Regions from separate parts of the Zea mays genome. Here region 2 is linked to region 1. A link is a contact called in public Hi-C data. All regions are on one chromosome and are shown on one strand. Each heading gives the region's core, a stretch centred on a gene start, on an enhancer-like site or on the middle of the called end of the contact. The rest is flanking DNA. Distances are from core to core; before and after follow the strand shown.

Evidence for each region. A called contact is a pair of places that touch in the nucleus more often than the background predicts.
Region 2: a Hi-C map of ear shows a contact between it and region 1, with 2.2 times the contacts expected there. The contact joins the promoter of LOC100278544 here to the promoter of LOC100286202 in region 1. A contact is called at or near these places in 4 of 25 Hi-C or Micro-C datasets (ear, endosperm, leaf and 1 more).

Annotation. Positions count from the first base shown.
Region 1 is chr1:8,417,963-8,424,348 of Zm-B73-REFERENCE-NAM-5.0, reverse strand. It overlaps LOC100286202 (cyclin dependent kinase inhibitor), which reads right to left and starts at 3,116. Exons shown (of 3, transcript NM_001196798.2): 1 at 2,324-3,116; 2 at 88-303; 3 at 1-4. The coding sequence starts at 2,679.
Region 2 is chr1:8,604,334-8,610,719 of Zm-B73-REFERENCE-NAM-5.0, reverse strand. LOC100278544 (DUF3527 domain protein) reads left to right here and starts at 3,995. Exons shown (of 3, transcript NM_001151784.2): 1 at 3,995-4,628; 2 at 6,088-6,386. The coding sequence starts at 6,144.

The sequences.
Region 1 (6,386 bases), core at 1,867-4,366:
GTACCTGACCAAGAACAGTGTTGCAGTTCAATGCCAGCCCACGGAAGGATTATTAAAACAGCAGAATGGTGAACAAGGGAAGCTTACTTCTCCCTGAAGCTATGCTGCTCCTGTTGCTCGGCCGCCGAGAAGAACTCCTCCATCTCGAGCGAGCTCGGTATGAACCGGCAGCTCGGGGTTTCCTCCGTTCTGCGGCGGGAAGTCGTCGAGTTGCTGCTGGTTTTGCTTTTAGTTGTGGATCCTGGGGTGCTTATCATCTCTGGGTTCCTAATCAGGCTGCACGGTGTTGTCTCTCTGGTACTCCTGCAACCAAAAAGAAAGCATGCATGAGGAAAAAGAACAAAGAAGGAAGGGGGGAAAAAACAATGCCTCAACTTCATAAACTTTAAATTCAAATCAAGTGGGTCAGCCAAGAAGCAGACAACAACGAAGGCCAAACAAGTACTGTTCACCGTGAATCATAGGTCCTGCAAAGTACTGTTCGATTTTGTACTAGAACACCACTGTGTGTACAAGCGCTAACAAAATTTGCTCCTGCACTGTGTCTCCTTCCCTAGTCCCCAAAGGTAAGGGCAGGGCTTCAAAACCCAGACTGTATTATATTAGCATGCCCGGTAATTGATACTACCTCATAGTACAATATTAGCATGCATTTGTCCCCTTCCCAGCATATGACCCCACAACCAGGTACTTGAGTTATTATATGCTGCCGCAAACACGTTTAATACAGGCAAAACAACAAGTGGGCCTAAACAGGAGGAAACTGAACTAAATAGGATCTTTCCATGGGCATATGCCAAAGATGGAGCCCATGCGATGCACACAAGAACATATGCTCGTAAAATAGTAGTGTCAGCACATCTCATGGCCCTGAGACATTTTTTCAATCAAACAACTATAGAAGCCCAAGCCAGGGCGCAAACCTCGCACAGCAAATACCAGAAAAAAGTCCTGTCTTTCGTCTCTCCCTTTGAAGCTGAAAGGGTTGCGCTAGACACATTTTTTTCGAAGAACTGTAGTGGCTGACGCACCAGGATAGGAATTAGGAATAAAGTTCCCTCCATTTCACGTTCGCGTTTCAAGAAAGGTGGTCCATCCGAATTCCGAACTCCACAAAGGTATTGATCCCAGGAAGCTAATAAACAAGGAGGCATTCAATGGTGCTGACTGCTCTGGCACGCGGCTAATGATGAGTTGGTTGCCATTGCCATGGGGGTTTTCTCTTTTTTTAGTTGCTTTCCAGACACACACACACACACAAGGGCAGTGGCAAGTGAACAGAACAGCCACGCACGAAACAGGATCTTGAGTGCGACAGATGTGGGTGCCTTTGGGGGCTGTGGGCGACTGAAATTTCTTGCGAAAAGGGGCCTTTGATTGGCAAAAGATTGGGAGGGTCACTGCCGAGCCCCACCACCACTAACCGAGAGAGGCAGGCAGCTAGACTAGACACCACAAGGGCGGATGCATGCAAGCGAACGAAACACTGCTCGTGTAGGGCAGGGGGGGATGGCGATTTGGCGAACAAGGGGAAAGGAGGCAACTTTCCGGCTATGGGTAACGACGAGGCAACGGCCACTAGAGGAGATTCCAATAAGAGGAGGATGTGCTTTTGATTGGATTGGGTGCGATAATACAAGGATTTGACAGGCAACTTGCTCAGGGTTACCTGTTTCTTTGAGATATAGAGAAAAGGTGCAGTTGTTAGGTGCTCTACTAGGTGTCTAAACTGCGGATTCTCTTAGGTTAAAGAGGATTACTTGTCCAGTCACTAGAACATGTGAAGTGAAACAGCTGGCATAGCTGCAATGAACAAGGCTTCGGAATAGCTACTACTAGGCGAGAACTTAGCTAAATACATACTTAGTTCAAGTGAAAAGTACAAGTGGGTTTTGGACGCATGAGAAACCGAGTATATGAACGCAAGAAACGAGCAACGGCACGGTTATTAGCGTCGTTCCTGTCCTGGGAACAAGTGAGGAGAAGTCTTGGAACAAGTTACCGCGTTGTTCAATTCCAGTTCCAGCCAGAGAGAGTGGACTTGTCGGCCGAAACGGTGTCCCAAGAACGCAAACAAAGGCATTTGACACACACTGGCTAGGATTACGGGGAAAGTATTGGTTTCGGCGCCAAATGTCGGCGCCAGTCAACTGCGAATTCGAAGCGCTGGAGAACCCGCGGCGGCGCTGAAGGAGAGCAATCGAAGAAGAGATAGAGTGAACAACCCTGAGTCCCATCCCAGAAGCGGCAACATAAACCCTACCCAATCTCTCTCGCAAAGGGAACAACTTGGACGAGAACAGAGGAGGCCGAAGAATCGCACCTTTCCATGGTGTCCAAGTCAAGCACGTTGTCCCCGAACGAGACCTCGACCTCGACCTCGTCCTGCATCAGCACGTGCTGCACCGCGGCGGCGGCGGCGGCCTTCCTCCCGGCGCCCCTCTTGGTCGCGGTCGCGGGCGGCGACGGATGCTCCTTGTGCGGCTTCTCGAGCCTCCGGCTCCTGAGCTCGAGGTACTCCGCGGCGGCGTCCTCCGCGTCGCCCTTGTCGAGCGGCCTCTGCGCGCGCTGCAGCGCGAGCGTGCGGGAGCGGGTGCGGACGCCGAGCAGCGCGCCGCCGGGTACCTCCATGACGGCGACCTCCCCGGACACCTTGCCCTTGCGCATGTACTTCCCCATGGCCTGGTCGTCTGGTCCCGTCCGTGCCCCCGACTCGCTGGAGAGGGGAGCGGAGGCGGTAGGTGGGTTTGGGTGGGGCGTGGTGCAGTCGCAAGGGGAATCCTGGGAATAATGGGGAAGGGAAGGCGAGGGCTCGCTAGCGCTGCAGGCTGAAAGAGGGAGAGACCGAGAGAGAGAGAGAGAGAGAGAGAGAAGGGGGGCAGGAGCAGAGCGAGAGCCGAGAGCGGGCGGGCTTGCCTTGTGGTGCCGTCAGCCGTGCGTTGGCTAGCGGAAAAAGGCGCGGGAGGGCGGGCGGTGTCCCGCGCGGGCGGGCGCTGCTATTTAGAGAAAGAGAACAGGAGAGGCGGCTGGCGGCCTGGGCCTGCTGGGAGAGAAGCAGGGGGTGGTGCCGTGCCCGTGCCGCGGACGGAGACGGCCGGCACTGGGGATGTCGTGCGTGATCTGATCACCAACGCTGGCGGGTTGTTGTTTGTGTCCTTGGGAAGGGGCGATGCTTTGCCCTTGTTTCTAGTTCCCTTCGTGTTCCTTTGCACTCACGTGCTGCCATCAACTCTAGAATACCCTTGTATTCTAGGGCGAGAAACTTGCAATGAGATGGTGAGACTTCCGAGTTGCTAATGGAAAATGGGTTAAACGTGTGTTTGGTTGCTTTTATATGGTTGTGTCGTGCATCCTAAGGCCTAGTTCGTTTGTGCCGGATTGGTGGGTCGGAATGATTTCTAACCGGATTGATTCTCTAATTTATATAAACTTTGATTAGCTGGAACGATTCCGTGTGTAATCCGACACAAACGAACAAGTCCTAAATGAATTAAAAACATGTTAATGGATGCAACGAGGAAGAAAAAGAAGATTGGTTGTCAGAAGGGGCAGAGGACCTGTTTGCGCGATATGGCGCTCGCCATACCTTGACAAAAAAAAATATAGTTGTGGTATTGTTTTCAAATATGTATTCGTAGCTCACTGATGATGATATTGTGTTTAAAGCATCAGATCTTGACTTCAAAACACACAGGTAAGCATTGCTTTGCCATTTTTTGTTTTTCAAAGAATAGATTTCTAGCATATTTTTTGCAAAGTAAACCAGTTTCTACACATTATTAGACCTATTTATTTTCTCGAAGTTTTAAGTCGTCGGCATGCAACCACCTCCAAGATACTAGTATATAAACTTTAATAGAGACGAGCATTGCAACCAACTCCAACGTTAGGCTACTATTAATCATCGATTAACGGAGCGGTTACTCTGACCGCCTCCGTTATTGCGTTTAATGAGGTGGACACTATAAAGCAACCATTTTGGCTAATTGGTATTAATGAAGGCGGTTTTGTTAAAGCGTCTGCCTCTGTTAATACTTTAACCGAGACAATTGTTTTATGATGACCGCCTTAGTTAACACTTTTAACGGAGGCATTTGCCTTAACTAGATCGCCTCCATTAATACTTTGACCGAGACGGTTGTGTTATGCTTACCGCTTCAATTAACACTTTTAACCAAGGCAGTTGTTTCTTAATTGCCCGCCTCAATTAACTCTTTTGTATTTTAAAAAATAATAAATTTTATTTTGTTTTAAAATTTGAATGCAATTTGAATTGTACTTGTGTAAATCAAACACCAATGAAAAAAGCAATAAATACTTAAATAGAAACATGAAGTACATGTAGATATAGGTGTACATTTGGGCCGGGCCTGATGGGCCGGCCCGAAGCACGGAAAAAAAAGCACGGCCCAGGCACGGCACGGCCCGAAATAATTTAGTGCCGGGCCGGCACGGCCCGTTATATCGGGCCGGGTTTGGGCCGAGGTCACGGCCCATGGGCGGGCACGAGCACGGCCCGTTTAAGGCAGGCACGAAAAGGCCCATATAGAGGCACGAAAAGGCCCATATATTTATTAAAACACACTTCATTCAACACTTTCATATACTTGATAAAGAACACAAAGCTAGAGATAATGCTAGTTAGATGTTTTTTTGTATCTTTGAATTAGAGTGTGTGATGTAATTTTACTTTTGTTATGAACATTAGACAATAAACTGAACTTACGAACTTTGTATAGAGCTGATTATACTCTTTTTTCTTCTAACAAAATGATTTATAAACGAGGTAGTCATTGCATAGCTGTGGTAACTTTAATACAAATATTAAGTTTGATTTTGTTCAAATTTATTTGTCTTATCTTTTATTTGTTTTATTATTTTTTTGAATTTAGGGCTCTAATGTGAATTTCGGGCCAAAAACTGAATTTCGGGCCAAAAATTGAATTTCGGGCCCTAATGCGAATTTCGGGCCAAAAATTGAATTTCGGGCTTTTATAATTTCGGGCCGCCCGAAATAAGCCCGGCACGTTTAAGCAATTACGGGCCGGGCCGTGGGCCGAGGGCGAGGCCCATGGGCCGGCCCGGCACGGCCCGAAATTCAAACGGGCCGGGCCGGCCCGAAATTCAAACAATACGGGCCTTTTCGGGCTTGGGCCGGGCCGGGCCGGGCGGCCCGAATGTACACCTATACATGTAGATATATATACATCGTACATGTATCATACATCCGACGTTCAAGCTAATCGAGTTAAAGTTGGCTTTGCATCACATCGATCACCTACCATGACATGATAATTCTAAAAAGATGTTGAGACAATTGTAATCCTAAAGGCATAGCGCCACATGGTGGTCCTGTTTCTAAGCTTCTCGTACTCTTGTAGCATATGATGTCTAAGAACAGTCTTATGATGTTCAATACTTTTTTGTAGATACTCGTAGACATGGTTCGAAATTTCACCAAAATGTCCGTGGATTTGTTAAAGCCTATGAATGGCGAAAAGAAAAGGGTTGGATTCTGTATTGCACCGATACATGGGCTTCATGAGTTTAGACTCATCACATTCTCTATTAATTGTGTTGCATACTCATCTGCTCAGTAGATGTGTAGTTTTAAATTATTCTGATGTTTTGTTTGGATTAGAAAAATCTGGTGAATTGTATTTCAGTGTGTGAAAAAATGGAGAATTTTCACCTAGACTTCAGGTGTTTCGATAATTCTAGGGATAGCCGAAAAAATATAATACTGACATTTAAGATATAATATATGTTTCTCGTTTTTAAATAATACAGTACACTTTAGAAATGACAATACCATAATTTTAAATACTACGTGTCGGGGACCATAATTAGGGGTACCCTCAAGACGCCTAATTCTCAGCTGGTAACCCCCATCAGCATAAAGCTGCAAAGGCCTGATGGGTACGATTAAGTCAGGGATCAGTCCACACGAGTGACTCGATCACGCTTCACCCGAGCCTAGCCTCGGCCAAGGGCAGCCGACCTCGAGAGACTTCCGTCTCGCCCGAGGCCCCCTTTTTATGGCGGACACATCACCGGCTCGCCCGAGGCCTTGGCTTCGCTCAGAAGCAACCTTGACTAAATCGCCACACCGACTGACCAAATTGCAGGGGCATTTAACGCAAAGGTGGCCTGACACCTTCATCCTGACACGCGCCCCCGGTAGAGCCGAAGTGACCGCCGTCACTCCACCGCTCCACTGGCCAGTCTGACAGAAGGACAGCGCCGCCTGCGCCACTCCGACTGCAGTGCCACTCGACAGAGTGAGTCTGACAGGCAGTCAGGCCTTGCCAAAGGCACCACGGCGAACTCCGCCCCGCCCGACCCCAGGGCTCGGACTCGGGCTAAGACCCGGAAGACGGCGAACT
Region 2 (6,386 bases), core at 2,746-5,245, 190 kb before region 1:
TGTCCGTCTCTCCGTCGTCCATGATCAATTCATAGCGAGCAGTCCTAGCTCAAATGATTCCGGTCACAAGAAACCAGTCGCTAGAGAACATGGCGGGCAGCAGCTCTTGATGAGAAACTAAATCAAGGTTGCGTTGCCTTCCTTCCGGGGAGACAAGGAAACTCCCGTCGATCAGAAAACGCATGGCAGGTCATGCACCACGGTGAACTCGGTTGCGTAGAGGCGTGGAGCGGCCGGGGCAAGCGAAGCGACCCTCCCGGAAAGGGCGGCGCGGTACCTAACGCTGACACTGCTGGTACGCAACGTACTTGGTACACAACCGCTCCAAGCTCTAGTGCAACCGCAGGTCAGCGGCGGCTCGCCGTGCTCGCAAAAGCCGAGCCGCTTTCGAACTTGCAGTGCAGCGCCGGACATGCAGAGTGTACGTTGGTACGCCAGCGACGACGAATTGACACTCACTGTGCATGCATGTGATACGGATGCCTGTGACTGTGATAAAGCATGCATGCTGATCCATATGCTAGTACTGTCAGTTGGCAGTGATTAATATGCTAGTAGTAGTAGTAGTATCTTATTAGCACCTGCACTAATAAAGCTGCGGCGCGCAAGGAGTCAAGTCAACAGACACACGAAACAGATAGATAACTTCTCCCGGCGCACTTGTGTGCTTGACCAACCTCTTCTTCTCTCTGATAATATGAATGCAAGGGAGAACAGAACAGCGATGATGACGGAGCGCAGATAAGAAGAGTGTCTGTGTGTGACTCTTTGTCATCATCAGCAGGAATAAACACTGATAATAAAACGCTGACGGCGACGGTGGACGCCCAAGAGCTTTCGTCCCTGCCGGGGGAGCTTTCTTTGCTCGGTTAGTTGGCGTCCATGCGTTCCGCTTGACCGGTGGAAGGGAAGGGTGGAGACACTGTCGCTGCGGCCGCAGCAGGTGACCACTGACCAGCAAGCAGGCAGGCAAAACGCCGCAAGCAAGTCAGGTATCAGGCCGTGATGCGACGGTTTGTCGGCGAAATCATGGCTCGCTCATTTGTCGTGCTGGCGTCTCTCGCTTCCGAAGCTTGAATTCGTACGTGTAATAATTAATATACATGGCATGGCTGGTGTGCTTCCAACTGGCACTGACGAAAACGAGAGGAAAGGCCACCCGCGGCCGCGCCTGCTGAAGCTGGCTGAAGGCCATTAATCCATGGGCCGTGTCCGTGTAATTAAAGAAGAAAACTTTCTTTTTAATGAGAAAAAGCTTAACACTGCCGGCCGTGTCTGTAGGTTCGGTTCGTCGACCCTTCGTCGGCACGGCGGAAATGCGAGTCGCCGTCGTCGGAAACGTCGCTTTGATTTGATCCACCCACTCGAGGACCGTGATCTGCCGCCGGATGGATCTCCCACTTACCCCAAGCCGTTCCTCGTAAAAAAAGAAGAAGAAAAAACACCACTACCAGCAGCAGAGAGATGGTGGCTGTCAAAACCGGAGGGAGATCTTTGTACGCAGATCGGAGCCGGCTTACCGAGTGAGTACTGGCCGTCCCTGTCTTTACCACCACCGCCACCTCAACCACGACGACGACGACGACGCACTATCTCCTCTTCCCCCTCCGCCACGCCTCGTAGTTGTACGAGACGTTGCCCGACCAACCCCCCCGTCGTCGACATTGCTGGACGCCACGTCCTGCAGTGCCTGCCTGGCTGCCTGTAGAGCGCCCTGCATGCTGGAGCGTACGTATTTGTTTGCTCAACAAATCCATTCGTATCCTCTGCGCAACACTCAAAGGAGGGGCAGCAGATGCGCATGTGCCTTCCAGACTAGAGAGAAAGCTCGGCCTGTCCTTGTCAAAATTAATCAACCATATCCGAAGGTCATCTTCCACTATTCCAAAAAAACCATCGTAGCACATCGCATTCGTTCGAAGAGACTAGGCTCGAATTCAGACAAAGAAGTCCTGGTCTTGCTCGTACTAATGCACACACCACTTGCAGCAACAGTCTTTTTTTTTCTTTTGAAAAAAAAAATCTTGCACCAACATTTTTTTTTTTGGAAAATACTTGGACCAACGAGGAGTACCATCAGTGTCAGTTTGGCAGCCAGCTTCTCCGTCGAGATCCCAAGCGTTACCCGCGCGAGCACTCCACGTGAGAAATTTCCACCCATTTTTTTATCTGTTTGGGAGCTCACGACAGGGGGGCATAACCCAACCCCAAAAACCAAAATTACATGGGTAAATTCTCGTATATAGTGGTTGTGCCAACTGCCAAACAAACAATATCTAGGGGTACTCCTGCTAGAAACTGTCATCGTCTACACCGTTCGTCCTTGCGCTGGCAGACCGAGGACGTCCAGACAAAGGCAACAGGTGCCCTCGGCCGGACTGGTTCAGCCTTCCCTTCAGCGCTCCTCTGAATCTGAGGGTTTCAACTTTGAAGAAGCCTCGCCTCGCTCCATGTAGTAAGTAGTAAGGTGGTCTACACATACCAGGACGTACACGCCTCGTTTCATCAGTTTGTGTGTTCACCGAATGGCCCGGAACGCAGAAGGAGGCTGGAGGCAGAGCGACGACGCGCAGGCGCACGCGCCGGTCCGGGTGTGTCTAGGTTTGGCTGGGTCAAAAGCTAGCTAAGCTGCTCTGGATCATCGTGCACGGGCGGGCGGGCGGGTGTGAGGAAACGCGGCGAAAGGCAACAAAAGACTGGGCGGCGGACACACAGAAGAGTCGTTCGCGCGCAGCCGGGTCTCCGGAGGTGGCCGTTAGCGGTGGGCGCCTCGAGGCCGCCGGGGCTGCATGACTAGACGTACACGTCATATCCACTTCTCCTTCTCGCCATCGTCATCCAAGCTAGCGCCTACATTTCCTGCACGGTCGCTTGGACCGTTCGTTCAATGTCGCTGTGGCTCCCCGATCCCAACCGAGATTGTGCGTCTGTGTGCTCGTGCTTACAACTGTTCCAGAGGGCTGACCGGCCCAGTAGCGTCCATACTGCAATGTTGTCTTTGCAAGGTGTAAAAGCTAAACTCAAGGACGATGCCGACAAACAAAAAAAAAGGACCGTCTTCCGCTCGTGACGCCACACGACACCACCCCCCTCCTCGTCCTCCTCCTGTTCCTGTCCTTGTCCGCCGGCCCACCCACTGGGCCACTACGGCGAGGGAGCTAGCGCCCGAGTCCCAGCCGCAACGTTCGGCCACGAGCACGATGCAGCAGCAGCCGCGAACCCCGAGTGCGAGTGGGAATTGGCGGAAGCAACGGGGAATAATTCCCGCACCGCAACCGCGAACCTCTCTCTTTTCTTCTTCTTCTCCTCCTCCTCACAGCATCGGAAGCACGCAATCACGCGTGCCAAGAACTGAGCCCCCGAGCAGATCCGCGTCCGCGCGCGCCAGGGCCTGGTTTTTCTAGTCCCGTCCCTTCCCCCAACCCCAACCAGGTCTCCGCCGCCGCTGCGGTCCATCGGTTCGGTCTCCCGACTTCACTTTCACATGGCCTGCCGTGCCGCGTCTCTCCCACGCCACTCTCGCCGGTCACCAGATCGTCGCTCGCTTCCGTTATTAACCCGTTTTGTAGCTGATTCCGGGGCTCCTGCTGCCCGCGGTCCACCCTTCGGTCAGCTAATAACGCCTCCGCCTCTTCCCTTCCCTCCCTTCCCCCTTGGGCTTGGGCCCTGCCCATTAAACTCGAGCAGGGCACTGTTTCTACAACGTTTGCCGTTCTCGACCGACCATTGATGGCCACGAAGAGTTAAGCCCTGCTCTGGGAAGGGCACTGTTTCTTTAGCTTCCATGCGTAGTAGGCACGCGGCGCACGCAGGCAGGCAGGCGGGCATGGAAAAGGGAACTGTAGCGCCCACGCGTTACCGACCGAGAGAGAGAGAGTCGAGCGAGTCCTCCACGTCCGCCTCCGCCCCCCAAACCAAAGGCATACAAGCCGTCGTGTGTTAATGGAAACGGACAAGTGTGAGGAGGAGGAGCAAAGCCAGCAGCCTTTTTTCCCTTGACGCCTCGCCTCGCCTCGCCTTGCTGCCCCCTCCTCCCGTTCTCGAACAGGTCAAGCCGCGCCTCCTCTCGCCTGCCTGCGTCCTTGCTCTTCCTCCTCCTCCCTTTGCCCGTCGTCCGCTCCGCTTCGTTGTCTCATCCGCTGCCGTTCTAGCAAGCGGGGCAGCGTCGCGCCTCGGCCTGATGCTCCACCACGCTCCAGTCCACAGCCTCCCCGGTCCTTCTCGTTCCCGTTGAGAGCGGCGGCTTGCCCGGCCCCCGGGTCCTCTTCACCTCACCTAACCTTGTTTCTAGTTTCGGTCCGTCGGTTGGTGCCTCGTCGGCTGCCTCTCGCTGCTTGGCCCGTTTCTTCCTGGGGTCGCGGGCCTGGAGTACACAAGTATATAATCTTCCCGGCCGTCGTCTTCTCTTTCTCGACCTGCCTCTCTTCGCATTGGCCCGTTCCCGTTCCTCGCTCCCTGCTGCTCCTTCCGAGACAGACTGCCTGGGATCGAAGCACACGATAGGAGAGACCTCCTCTGTCGTCTGTGCCTGGGTGAGAGGTCGGGTGGTGGTGGCAGTGCTTGGATGCTTCACGCGAGGCCTTGGATGGTGGATGCTGCGTGCTGCTGGTCTCTGCGCTGCGCCTGAGGTGAGGAATCCGGTGCTTCCCTCCACTTCTCTTCTCCTGCCTTTTTTTTCTGGGCCAAAGTGATCATGTAGTATCTTTCGCTTGGAGATTCTTTTCAGCTTAAATTACTGTTGGTGTAGATTAAGCGTGTCTGGTTCCTGGTTTTAATTACTTCTTGCCTTGACAGAGGAAAAGGAAAGATGGATGCAACTTCCTTTCCTGTTTCTCTCTCTCTCTCTCTCTAACCCATACATAGCTTTCCTTTGCTGCCGTGTTAAAGGCAGCATAGCAACAAAGCGATTTCCCGTTGCACCCGGCCGTTCTTTCCCGTTGCACCCGGCCGTTCTTTACGCCGGTGATGAAGAACGCATTTAAGGTCATCCTTTTCGGCTGGGCTTTACTACCGCTCTTTTGCAGCGTGGGCGCGGCTGCGACTTTTGTTTTTAATGGCACTTTTCTTTTACTACAGTAATTAATCATGTGGTTCAAGAGTCCTCTTCATCTCTTTCATCTTTGCTCCTGTACTTATTACTGCTTCTGTACCTGCACTCTGTTCACCTCTCTCGCTACGGAGCAAAGATGCATCAGCCGTCCTTCCTAGTTCAGAACCTGTTTTGCGAGTACCGGCGCCCACGTTCTTGCTGGCCACTGTCCGTTTGTTTGACAGGAGACGGCGGTGAAACAGTAATACTAGCTGTTTATCAGCCTTTCAGCTTAAGCAAACCAAGCACGTACAGTCAGTACGACGGTACTGCCCTGTCCCTCCTTGTGTCGTTAAGACAAGGAACGCCTTTAGATGTGCTGTTGATGGATACAGTGTACGCCATGGATCATCATACTACCAAGCAAGTTTTAGGGTGTGGTGTAACTGCATGCCATTTATATGGTGCCCCTGGTACTTGAGAGGAATTAATGTGCTGGGGGGGGGGGTGCTGAGGACGGAGGTTAGCTGTGCCTGCTCCCATTTGGAGGGACGAAGTTTTATCCTGTGGTTACTGCTTGTCGATGTCAAGCAATTTTTATGTGAGCACTTCTGCGCCACTCATGCGTATACCTACTACCTCCACTACTCCAGTTTTAATGTTTTATTTTTGAGCAGAGGATGATCCATAGAAAAAAATGGAGTTTAATTTGAAACATCACATGGGTACTTGTACTTCTCTATGAGCTGTTAATCACTTGCAATATTTTTATTTCTAATTTGATTGATCAGCCATGAAATCACGCCACATGTTCCTCAGTTGATTGTATGAGCATGTTACATGTTCCTTGCTTGCATGTATGATCTCCGTGGCAAATTCTGAAAAATATAGAGAGAACATGTCTCTCTATATTTTCAGCTCTTTCTGATGTGGTCTGTCAGTGTCACCAGAGACAGCCAACCGGGATTTCTTCAGTTTTAAAGTACAGTATATGGTAGCCGGCCACATTTGGCTCTCTTTGGGTCTGATCTGTTATATGTTATTGCTGTGCTGCGCAGGTACTCTAGAGATTAGTTTGGCCGCATCCTCCGTATCTTCTACTTCTTGACCAGGGATGGAGCTTGTATACATGGAAAGGAGAAACGGATCGTACGACGATGGCGCGGTTCCAGAGTTCAGTGGAAGGGGGGCTGGAGGGGATCAGGATCAGGACCCGCCCGCTGCTGCATCCGAGGTCCAGTCTGACTCGCGTCAGACACCGGACGAGAAGAAGAGCAAGGGCTGCCAATCATGCCGTGACCCATTCTGTTCATGCAGCGGCGGCACGCCCCACTCGGAACTGTTCCCCCCACATCCC